Linked DNA regions of Sus scrofa: all the other regions are linked to region 1. The links are chromatin contacts, called in public Hi-C and promoter capture Hi-C maps. All regions are on one chromosome and are shown on one strand. The core of a region is the stretch at or near the end of the contact, and the rest is flanking DNA. Distances in the headings are between cores, read along the strand shown.

Region 1 (2,556 bases), core at 19-2,518:
TCTCCGAGGACCAAGAGCTTTAATTTCATTATTCTTTTAAAAAGCCAAACGCCAACTTCTAAGAGGAGCCGGGGGGCGAATTGAAGCGCCGCGGGGATCGGCGGGCGGGACTCGCCGCAGTCTCCGCTGTCACAAATGCGGTAAGCCGAAATTTAAATGCCCTTTCGGAGACGGCAAAAAGTCAGAGGCTGCGGAGCTCTCGCTCCACACGCAATATGTAATTCTTACTCCTAGGAGCTCAGGACGTAAAGGGTTTTCTGCCCACTGCGAAGCATACCCCCCTTCTCCCTCCAAAAGGCAAAAAAGCAATCAAATGCAATAAAGCAAGAATGCCCAGCCGGCCGAGGTCAGCGTTCATCTACATTAAAACAAAAATACACAAAAACAACCAACCCCTCTAAAGGCTACTTTCAAAAAAAAGCACCCCGTTCTCCCTCTGCCTTCCTCTCTTCCTTCTTGACAAGTCATTGCACCCCGACCCAGCTCTGGTTCGTCCCCACCCTACCCCGACCAACCACAACTACTCTGAGAAAAGTGTCAATAGAGCAGGAATGGGAGAAAAGACACCCCAATTCGGGCATTCGACTCATCGCGGATTGAAAGCGGTAGCAAGAAGAAATTAAAAGACAAATAGGTCTGGGTGCTCACCGGGTTTTCCACTATCCGAAGGAAATCCAGCGTCCAAAAAGCGGCGAGGAGCGCCTTTCAGAGGAGCGAGTCGTGGGCAGCGACAGGGAAAAGTGTCTCCCCAAATAGGCAGAATAGCCTCTCCGCGTCCGGAGAGTCGCGTTGTCGCTCGGGTGTTGTAAGTTCCAGTGGAAAGTACCCGCCCGCTGCAGTGGGCAAAGTTTCGTGGATGCGGCGCGGGTGGCGGACCGCTGGCAGGGGTCGGCGGGCAGGGTGGGGTGGGGGCGGCCGGGACGGAGGCGAAGACCCTCTTTCACTCCGGATCTCCCTTCCCCCGGGCGCCCAGAGCGCGACTCAGCTTGCTCGGCCGGCTCTGCTCTTCCACCCTGGAGGGCCCGCCCGCTCGCTCCCTCTGCCTCTCGCTGGAATTACTACAGCGAGTCAGAGAAAGCCCAGAAAACCGGCTTTTATACTGCTAGGAACACCCCTCCCCTCCGTGCTCTTTTTCCCGCCAAGCCTCTGTATAGCCCTGCCCTTCCAGAGGCAGTGGGGAGCCTAGCGGTGGCCGGGGTGCGGCAAAGGCGGCGGCAGCCGAGAGATGCGCAGCCGGAGGGTCCTCAGCCGCGCAGACCCTCGCCTATAAAGGGCCGGTGGGCGGGGATTCGCGAGAGCGGATCTTTTTTTTCTTTTTCCCCCCGCCCTCGGCTTTGGGAACCCGGGAGGGGCGCTTCAGCCCGGGGAGGGAGGGAGGGGTTGGGTGGTTGGGAGGGAGGAGACTCAGCCCTTTGAGCCTGGCACTCCAGTGCGCAGAGCTTTCGGATGTAAACAGAGTAAGAGTGCCGCATGAATTAACTGCGCGCGCCTACCATTTTCTTTTGCTCCCGCTCAAACCCTCTTTCTCTGCTGCTTGCTCCTCTGGCGCAGCGCTCTGGGTGACAAACCGCATACTGGTCCCTTGTGCTTAAATCATCGCGGGCGGAACAGCTGACCCTCCACACTGAGAATACACGGTGTACCCACCGCCAAGCCACGCACGTCCCGGGCCGAGGGGGCGCCTCCCTAAGACTGGGGAAAGGGCAGCGTTTGGAAAATAAGCCCTACGAAGAGAGGAGGAAAGAAGGGGGTATTTGCGGGTGCGCGTTGTGTGTGTGTGGTGTGGGGTAAGTGTAGATGGGGAAAAATGATCAGAGGTGTAGGGAGGAAAATGGTACCTGGAATTATTTTAAAAAACTCAGCAACGCATTGCCACGTATACTTGGAGAGCGAGTTCTGAATAAACACCCACTGCATTTGTTGGGGGTGTTAGGCATTCTGTGTGTACAGCTACCTCGACTGAGCACCTTCCATCTAGAATGAAACCCCTAAATCGCTGCCAAAGCCTCGGTCGACCCCTCACCTCCGGGCTCCGCTGGCGCAGACCGACACAGACCTCCGCGGGAGCCCGCTTGCCCCCCTGGACGCGCTAAGCCCTGAGATCTTTCTGCCGGTTCCGGAGCTGGAGTAAAGGAGGAGCGCGCTTGCGGGTGCGCGCTGCGGGGGACTCTCCGCTCCCTACCCACTCTCTGCTCCCCACCCACTCTCTGCCCTTCTGCACCCTCATCCCACACCCCCGCACCTCTCGCTCGGAGGTCCCAGTTCTGCACCCAGGTTTCAGTAGAGACGAATCCTTTTTGCGCCCCGTGGCGTCGGTTTGCACTACGCTGGGGCTCCCAGGTTGGGGGAAATCGAAGGCGCTAGACGCGAGAATACTGGGGAGGGGGACGCGAGTCGCAGGACCAGACTCCCCAGAAGAGGGAAGGAGACGAGCTGGCGGATCCTGCCTGGGGAGTCAGCATAGTCCCTGGCGACGAAAACCGTTAACTCTTTCCTCCTCGGACAAACTGGACGTTGACTTTCCTTTCTGGGTCTTCTTTGCTTTTTATTATTGGA
Region 2 (2,556 bases), core at 27-2,526, 240 kb before region 1:
ATGAGTGGCTCCAGGATGGACGGATGCAAGGGAAGGAGTAAAGGAAAAGAGAGAGAGGGAATGAAGGAAGGAAGGGGCTGTACTGTGGAGGTGAGCAAAAAAAAAAAAAAAATCTCTGTCATGACATCAGGGGAGGCAGAAATAAAAGGGGGAAATGGATAAAAGCAAAATGTCTATTAATACAGACTTGCTGGGGAAACTAGGGAATACTACACAGCAGTTAAAAAGGGTGAGGTTGGAACTCCCTCATGGCTCAGTGGGTTAAGGGTCTGGTACTGCCACTGCTGTGGCTCTGGTTACAGCTGTGGTGCAGCCAAAACAAAAAAACAAAAAAAGCGAGGTGGCGTACACTCATACAGAAAACCTATAAGATGTATTGTTGAGTGAAAAATGCATACACTGATTTGATTTCCTCCAGCTCTGAATGCCGCAGCACCCATGGAGCCAGGGACAAGGCTGGTGGTAGGATCTGGGGCTAAATCCCAAGGAGATCAGCTGACTGCATCTGCTGTCTCAGAGGATATTTCCACCCACGAGGAAAGGAAGGCCTTCCATCAAGGTCTCCAGGCAACCACGATCTTGTGACCCAGCTTCCAGCGTGGCTTTGCACCCCCGGTTCCTTGAAAATACTTGTAGTGATTTTAAGACAAAAAGAATCCAAGGGACATCCCTCAGCTCCTGGCCCCCAGCCGGTGATAAGCATGAAGAGCAGTGCATCCGTGTGGAGCTGCAAAGCTGAGAAGACCTATGGTCTCTTCCTGGCTACAGGTGTCACCTGCAGGATGTTTAAAATATCTCTGAACTCACTGCCTACATCTACATTTCTAGAAATTTCACTGCAATGTCCAAAAATTTCTTTGGCAGCACTGGTCCCGCACAACAGCCAGTGAATTGCTGAAGGCAGGGTGGCCCTTTATTCGGGCTATGTAACCCCAACTGGCTGGAGTCTCAGAGATGACCAAGCCCAAACTCAACCCAGTGAAGACAGCACTGTTCAGAGAGGTCAGGAAACTTGCCTGAGGTCACACTGCAAGGCAGGGGCAGGATGGGAACCAGAACTCAGTATTCCTCAGCCACAGGTCTGTGTCCCTTGCACCTGTCACGATATACTTCTTCACATTCAGAACCCATCACAGCCTTCAAAAGTAGATGATCCACTTGACAGCTGGCTAGAACAAGGATCCTGGGGTTACCCTGAGTCCAGAGCAAAAGCCAACTCAGGCCGAAGGGACGCCTCTGATGACCCAGGGGCGCAAACACACAGCACCATAATTAGCTCAGGCCTGGTCATCAGGACACCTCTTGCTCAATGTTATTCGTTGCTTCATGGTTTCCACATCCAGAGGAATAATACTTCCCTAAAAATCAATTGTCCCCAGCAACCCACCTACACAGTTCTTGGAAAATATGGGTTAAACCTTCTGCCACACACGCAAAACAGGGAACAAAGAGGGTGAGGGAAATTCATCGCCACGTCCTGCACTTTGCATTGTTCGCCCCACAGGTTTTTCAAGTGATCAAGTTCAAATGACCCTATATGTCTTAGGGCTGCCAACACTCGCCAGAAAGGAAGCACCCCAGGCTTTAATAAACGGGATTACTGGGTATCAAGAGATTCTAGATAGCTTCAAGAGGCTGGAGGTGAGGGGAACTGAAGATGGCCTGGAAGGAAGATGCTGGAATAATCTGTTTCTGCCACTGGAGAAGGAGCGGCTGTGCCCTTTCTGCAGCCCGGAACTCTGGACGAGCTGAGACACGGGAATTACAAAACGTCAGTCAAATAAATAGGTGGCCCTAATGGGAACATTTCCCAACCTGCCAGAACAAATAAAGAGAGGGATGGCTCTGGTTTTCAGACGAGGCAGCTTCCAGTGACAGAGATGCCTGGCACATAGGAAGTGCTCTGTAAATATGAAACACACATAGGGTTTCTGATTCCCTGGACTTGGGCCGGAAAGCCCCGTGGACCACTCCTCACTGTCCACACTTGCTCTTTAGATGCTCAGATGACAGACAGATATAGGTGATAGACAGATAATAGAGAGGTAGATGGATAGATGATAGATAATGGATACATAGATGACAGATGATAGATGATAGATGATAGATAATAGAGAGATAGGTGATAGACAGATAACAGAGAGATAGATGAGAGATAGATAATAGAGGGATAGCTGGATAGATGATAGATAATAGATAGATATATAGATGACAGGCAGATAGATAATAGAGAGATAGATGGATAGATGACAGAAGAGACAGATGGTTATGTAGCTAGCTAGCTAGATGAATGATAGACAGGTACCTTAAAGAATGGGCTCCTACAGTTGTGGAGGCTGACAAGTCCAAAGTCCGCAGGGTGGGTCAGGGGAAGAGGTGATGCTGTACCTCAAGTTTGAAGGCCATCTGGAGGCAGAATCCCCACTTCCTTGGGGCCTTCGGTACTTCTCCCTTGAGGCCTTCAACTGATTGGATGAGGCCCACCCACCTCATGGAAGGGAAAATCTGCTCCCCTCAGAGTCTACTGCTGTAAATGTTGTTTTTGTTTTTTTTTTT
Region 3 (2,556 bases), core at 22-2,521, 190 kb before region 1:
TTCCCCCAACCCCAGAACAGACCGGGGAGCCCTTGCAGAAAGAGCAGTGGCTGCATGAAGTCTGACTTTCTCACCCACACCCGGTATCCAAAAAAATGCAGGCGATCCAGGAAAACATTCCCCGAGCATAGCCTGTGCTCCTGTCACGGTGCCAAAGGCTGGGACTAAAGAGAGAGCCAGACCCAGAGCCTGTTCTCAAAGCACTCACGGTGCAGGGAGGAGAGCGGATAGTCAAGCCAGTCGGGTGCTGCTCCTGGAGACAGAAGGAAACCGAACCCACTGGGGAGATGATAAGAAATGAAGGTTCCAAAGAGTGGCCTTTACTCTAATATTAATTATAACAATTATCAGCCATAACGATAACGGCCAGCTGTGTGGCCAGCTGCTGGATAAACTGGACCGCAGGAGACCCAGAGACGGTTCCATTTGGGGGGGTGGGCAGATTCCCTGCCTCTGCAAAGCCCATCGAAGGCACCGCCGAGGAAGCTGCGTGTCTGCCAGCGTGACAGATATTATCAGAAGAAACAAAATTAGGCACATTTTCCCCTAGACTTACGAATCCCTCCTCTGCATTTGCCCTCATGTCTCTGACATTAATTGAACTCTGTCTTCGCTACTAAAAATAAACCCCAGGTCAAATGCAATGAGCCAAAAACCTCAATATGAAACCACAAGAAACAGTAATAGTAAAATGGGCCAGTTGCAGAGGTGTTTTGAAAATCCGTTTCTGTTTCAAGGGTAGAGTTCCGAGTGGGCCAGGAGATCTTTCAATACTCTGGCCACGGAATAAAGGAAGCGACCTTGACACACACACACCCCGTGGCTAATGACCAGAGCTGGCGCGCGTCCAAGGACACGCAGATGGGTGCCTTCGGATACCCTCTCACTGCAGGCCAGAGAGGGCTGGTTTGGGACGATCAGGCAGGAGCCAAGAGATGTTCCCGGGGGAGGCGGAGCCAGACGAGGAGGCCCTAAAAGCCAGGAAAAAGGCACCCTGTGTGCAGGTGCAGGAAGGAGGCCGGGGCCGGGAGGAGGGAGAGTAACTCGGTGGGCCGGAGCCAGGCAGGTAAGGAGGTGGGAGAGAGGCAAACCACAAGGGCTCTTTTTCACTGACCATGCTCCCCCCCCCCACCGCCCTGCCCCCGGCTGGGTTGTGCAGCTGAGAAAAGAAGCATGGGGAGCTAGAAAGGACTGGCCCAGGGTCGGAGAGAGGAGAGGGAAGTAGGCTAGAATCTCCTAGATAGTACACTGGGCTAGAAGCCCAGATACTGGTACTCGTCTGTTCCACGGCAGGAACGGGGCAAACAAGCCCACGGATGGGAAGGCTGCAGATCCCTCCTGCTGGCGCGCAGCCCGGGTGAGCTGACTTCAGCCAGGGGGGCAGGCACACAGGCTCCGGGTGGGAGGGCAGTGCCTTTAGAACAAGTAGAAGCCACACATGAGCCAAGTGCTTGGGCTTTTCTTAAACCCCACCCCGGGACAGACCAGCCCAGCCCAGGGATGTGTCCAGGACTGTCAGCCTTGAGGTCCTAACATCTACTCCCGCTCTGTCCACCTCCAGCAGCTGAGTTCTGGGGAAATTCCTTTCTCATTACCCCCAGACAGACCTGCCAAGCCTTTCCTCTGTCAAAAGAACCGTTCTCCCAGCTTTCAGATCCTCTACCCCAGCGCCTGGCCTCCCACTGGCTCTTCCACCCCACACCCACCCCCCACCCCCCCAACCCTCCGGCACAGGAGCTCAAGCCCTGCAGGTGCTCCAGGGAGCAGGGATTCCAGAAGAGGCAGCTTTGCATCCGTATACACTTCCGCTTCCCAAGCTGATGGCCTGGACCAGGAGCGTGGGCTTCTGAAACCCAACTGAAGGACTGGTTGAGGGCTCCAGGGGCAAAAAAAAAAAAAGGCGGGCCTGCGAGCTGTACTCACGGCCGCTGCCTGCTGACACTAGAATGTGACACTAGCTAGAGAATAAGCAAGTAGATCACAAAATCCAAGCCAGCGGGAAGGTGAGCACCCAGGCGGCTGAGTAGAGAAAGGCTTCTGCTAATGTCTTATTCACATGCATCTTCCGAGAGTCTCAAGAGACAGTACCCCCTCCAGGAAGCCTCCCGGAATGGACAAGGGCCCATCCCCAGGCCTCCCACACACCTGGTGAGCCTGGAGGACCCTCTGTCTGTCAGGGGCCCACCCTGACCAGAGGGCAAAGCCCCATGCTCTCCATCTCCGTGGCCACTCGGCTCCTGAACGCCCCGGAGGGGGTCGGGGGGATGGAAACGCAACCGCCTTTTGAAAAGGTATAAGGCGCGAGCAAAGAGGACACGCACGCGTGAGCACCGTCCTGGGCTGCTTTCTCCACCTGACTTCTCGCCGTCCACACTTTCTCACCCAACTTCCCACCCTTGCAGAGGTTTCCCGGGTGCAGCAGGGCTCATTTTTCCTTTTCTCGGCACATCGCTTATTCTTTTCAACATCTCATCGAAGGGAAAAAAAACCACACCCGGCCTCCCTCTTGGCGCCACATCTTTAAAAACTTTCTCCCTTTGCTTCCCACTCTGGCTT
Region 4 (2,556 bases), core at 41-2,540, 140 kb before region 1:
ACTGCTTTCCATGGGGCTCAGAAAGAAAAGGAAGAGGAGCCCCGGAGGAAAGCATGACATGAACAAAAGCAACAAGACCTGAAAAGGACCTGGATGGACGGATACTAACCGGCTGCCAAGGCTCGAGGCCCAGAGTGGGCTAGGGAGTCCGGAAGCCCTTTGGGACGTTTTCCCAGCCCCCGCGTGCTGAACTCGGACTCTCTGCCAGTCCCTGCATCATGTCACCCGTCCCAGTTAGCCTGATCCTCAAGACAATGCCAAGAGACAGATTACCCAGCCAAGGCCTGGAGATGTCACCACTGATTACCTGGTCACGGCTGACGGCTGGCAGACCCTGGGCCATCAGGTACCAAAGCTAGGGAGCTGCCCGTGTGCCCTGTCCAGTGGCTTTTTCTTCTTGCTTTCTGCTGAGGTCATTGTGAACACAGGAAAGGATGCTCGTGGGGAATGAAAGGAGGGAAAGGAAACAGAGAGGGAGGGGAGGAAGGCGGGGAACCACGCCAGGCCTGTGATTCAATGCAGACTTTTCCAAGGGTCCGATTAGCCTGAAAAGACTTTGAAACGCAAACCAACAAAACCAAACACTCTGGGGGCCACGGCCAGAAGGCTCAGGCAGAGGATCTCCGAGACAGTCCTCAGAGGGGACCCTGGAAGGGACTGTGTCATGAGACCGTGTCTTAGGCTGCACTCCCCAGAAACACACCCTGAGATGGGGATTCCTGGGGGCGAGTCCAGGGGGGCGTGTACTCGGGAGAAGGGGAACAAGGGACAGGCAGGCAGGGGCTCAGCAAGGACTGGACACCAGCCCCCATCTGCTCCCAGGGGCAGCTCTGGGACATAAATGGGACCACGGAGTTTACTCCACTATAGCGCAAGGGGGCTGGCCTCTTGTACCCCTGAGTCAGCAGCAGCTGGGGGGTGGCGGGGTGAGCAACTTCCTGGATGAGGCAGCAACTCTCCCGAGAAGGGGCCACCAGACACCAGACCATGAACTTGAACAGCTGGGGGCGGGTGAGTGTGCCGGTCCAGTAAAGGGGGCCCGGGCAGGACACCAACAGCATCCCCTACAATTAGTCATAATTAAATGATTGGGAGATGACCAGGAATGCTAGCAGGCCTGGATTTTTTAGCATTTCCTGCAGAGTCGAGCTGCCGAAGCCAGACAGCAGGCCTGGGCTGAATCAGCCTCTCAAGTGAGTACTGACGCCGAGGGCCCGCGCAGCCCGGGACGAGAGCCGGACAGAGACTGGAGTCTGGAGGGCCAGAGACAAGGAGGGTGCTTCTCTTCTCTGCCCCTCCCTCCTTGAGAGGCTCAGCCTGTGAAATCAAATGAAACGGGCCCAGAACGCAAGCCTCCCCTCCCATTCTTCCTCCCACAAAAGTCTAGCTGGATGGCCTAGGATTAGTTTGGGGTTCTGTCCAAGATGATTATACAATCAGATATTTCCCACCAACTCCAGATGGGTTTCCTATCGTACGCCTGGCATAGAGTTAGTGCTACATAAAAGCTGAGAGGCTTGTCAGCTCTACACATTCTAGCCTCCACCTCGAGCTTAGAGTTGACCTCCCAGGCCTCTTGAGGCATGGCGGAGAGCCTCATTTGTGAGTTTTGCCTCTGCCTCATGATTCTGAACCAACCCCATCGGCGTCTTGATTTTTCAAATAAGGAGTTTTGTTGTGTCCACACATCCAATGACAGAGGCATGGCAAAATGTGGCAGTTCCCATCATGGCTCAGCAGGTTAAGGACCCAAAACTATCTCCCTGAGGATGCGGGTTCAATCCCTGGCCTCGCTCAGTGGGTTAAGGATCTGGTGTTGCCACGAGCTGTGGCAGAGGTCACAGATGCGGCTGTGAGGATCCAGTGTTGCCTTTGCCGTGACTGTGGCGTGGGCCTCAGCTGCAGTTCTGATTTGACCCCTAGCCTGGGAACTTCCATATGGCGCAGGTGTGGCCATAATAAGGAAAAGGAGAAAAAAAAAAAGTGGTCTAGCCATAGGACGGAATATTATTCAGCCATGAAAAGGAATTAAGTATTGACACATGGTACAATTTCCAAGGATGAATCCTGGAAACATTATGCTAAATGAAATGAGCTAGTTTACAAAACACCACATGTACTATGAGACCAAATTATGAAATGCCCCAAACAGATAAATCCATAGAGACAGAAAGTAGGTTGGTGGTTTCCAGGGTTGGAGGAATTGGGGTGACTGCTAATGGATACAAGTTCCTTTTAGGGGTGACAAAAATGATCTTTTCTGTTCCAGTTTGGTTTATCGTGGGGTTTTTTGGCCGCACCCACAGCATGCAGAAATTCCCAGGCCTAGGATCAAACCTGAGCCATTTCAGTGACAACGCCTAGTCCTTAACCACTAGGCCACCAGGGATCTCAATAAAAATGTTCTAAGATGGACTGCAGGTATTACCAGCGAGTTAAGGGCCCGATGTCTCTGTGAGGGTGCAGGTTCAATCCCCTGTGGGTTAGGGATCCAGTGTTGCCACAAGCTGCAGTGTAGGTTGCAGGTGCAGCTCTGATTTGACCCTGGCCCAGGAA

Evidence for each region. Promoter capture Hi-C pulls out the DNA fragments that hold promoters and counts their contacts. Hi-C and Micro-C count contacts between places; a contact is called where the count stands out from the background.
Region 2: a contact with region 1 is called in a promoter capture Hi-C map of liver, with 10 times the contacts expected there. A contact is called at or near these places in 3 of 5 promoter capture datasets (fetal liver and liver), 5 of 47 Hi-C or Micro-C datasets (fetal liver, liver and skeletal muscle) and 2 of 2 datasets of targeted methods (alveolar macrophages and skeletal muscle).
Region 3: a promoter capture Hi-C map of fetal liver shows a contact between it and region 1, with 4 times the contacts expected there. A contact is called at or near these places in 3 of 5 promoter capture datasets (fetal liver and liver), 19 of 47 Hi-C or Micro-C datasets (alveolar macrophages, blood, embryonic fibroblasts and 9 more) and 2 of 2 datasets of targeted methods (alveolar macrophages and skeletal muscle).
Region 4: a Hi-C map of mesenteric adipose tissue shows a contact between it and region 1, with 1.9 times the contacts expected there. A contact is called at or near these places in 4 of 47 Hi-C or Micro-C datasets (embryonic fibroblasts, mesenteric adipose tissue, retroperitoneal adipose tissue and 1 more) and 1 of 2 datasets of targeted methods (skeletal muscle).

Annotation. Positions count from the first base shown.
Region 1 is chr4:12,459,092-12,461,647 of Sscrofa11.1, forward strand. It overlaps MYC (MYC proto-oncogene, bHLH transcription factor), which reads right to left and starts at 1,269. Exons shown (of 4, transcript NM_001005154.1): 1 at 649-1,269. The coding sequence starts at 678.
Region 2 is chr4:12,216,900-12,219,455 of Sscrofa11.1, forward strand. The region is part of intron 4 of LOC106509952 (a long non-coding RNA gene); the gene reads right to left. Among named protein-coding and RNA genes, the nearest start is that of MYC, 240 kb to the right of the region's middle.
Region 3 is chr4:12,264,215-12,266,770 of Sscrofa11.1, forward strand. All of the region lies in intron 3 of LOC106509952 (a long non-coding RNA gene), which reads right to left. Among named protein-coding and RNA genes, the nearest start is that of MYC, 190 kb to the right of the region's middle.
Region 4 is chr4:12,315,826-12,318,381 of Sscrofa11.1, forward strand. All of the region lies in intron 1 of LOC106509952 (a long non-coding RNA gene), which reads right to left. Among named protein-coding and RNA genes, the nearest start is that of MYC, 140 kb to the right of the region's middle.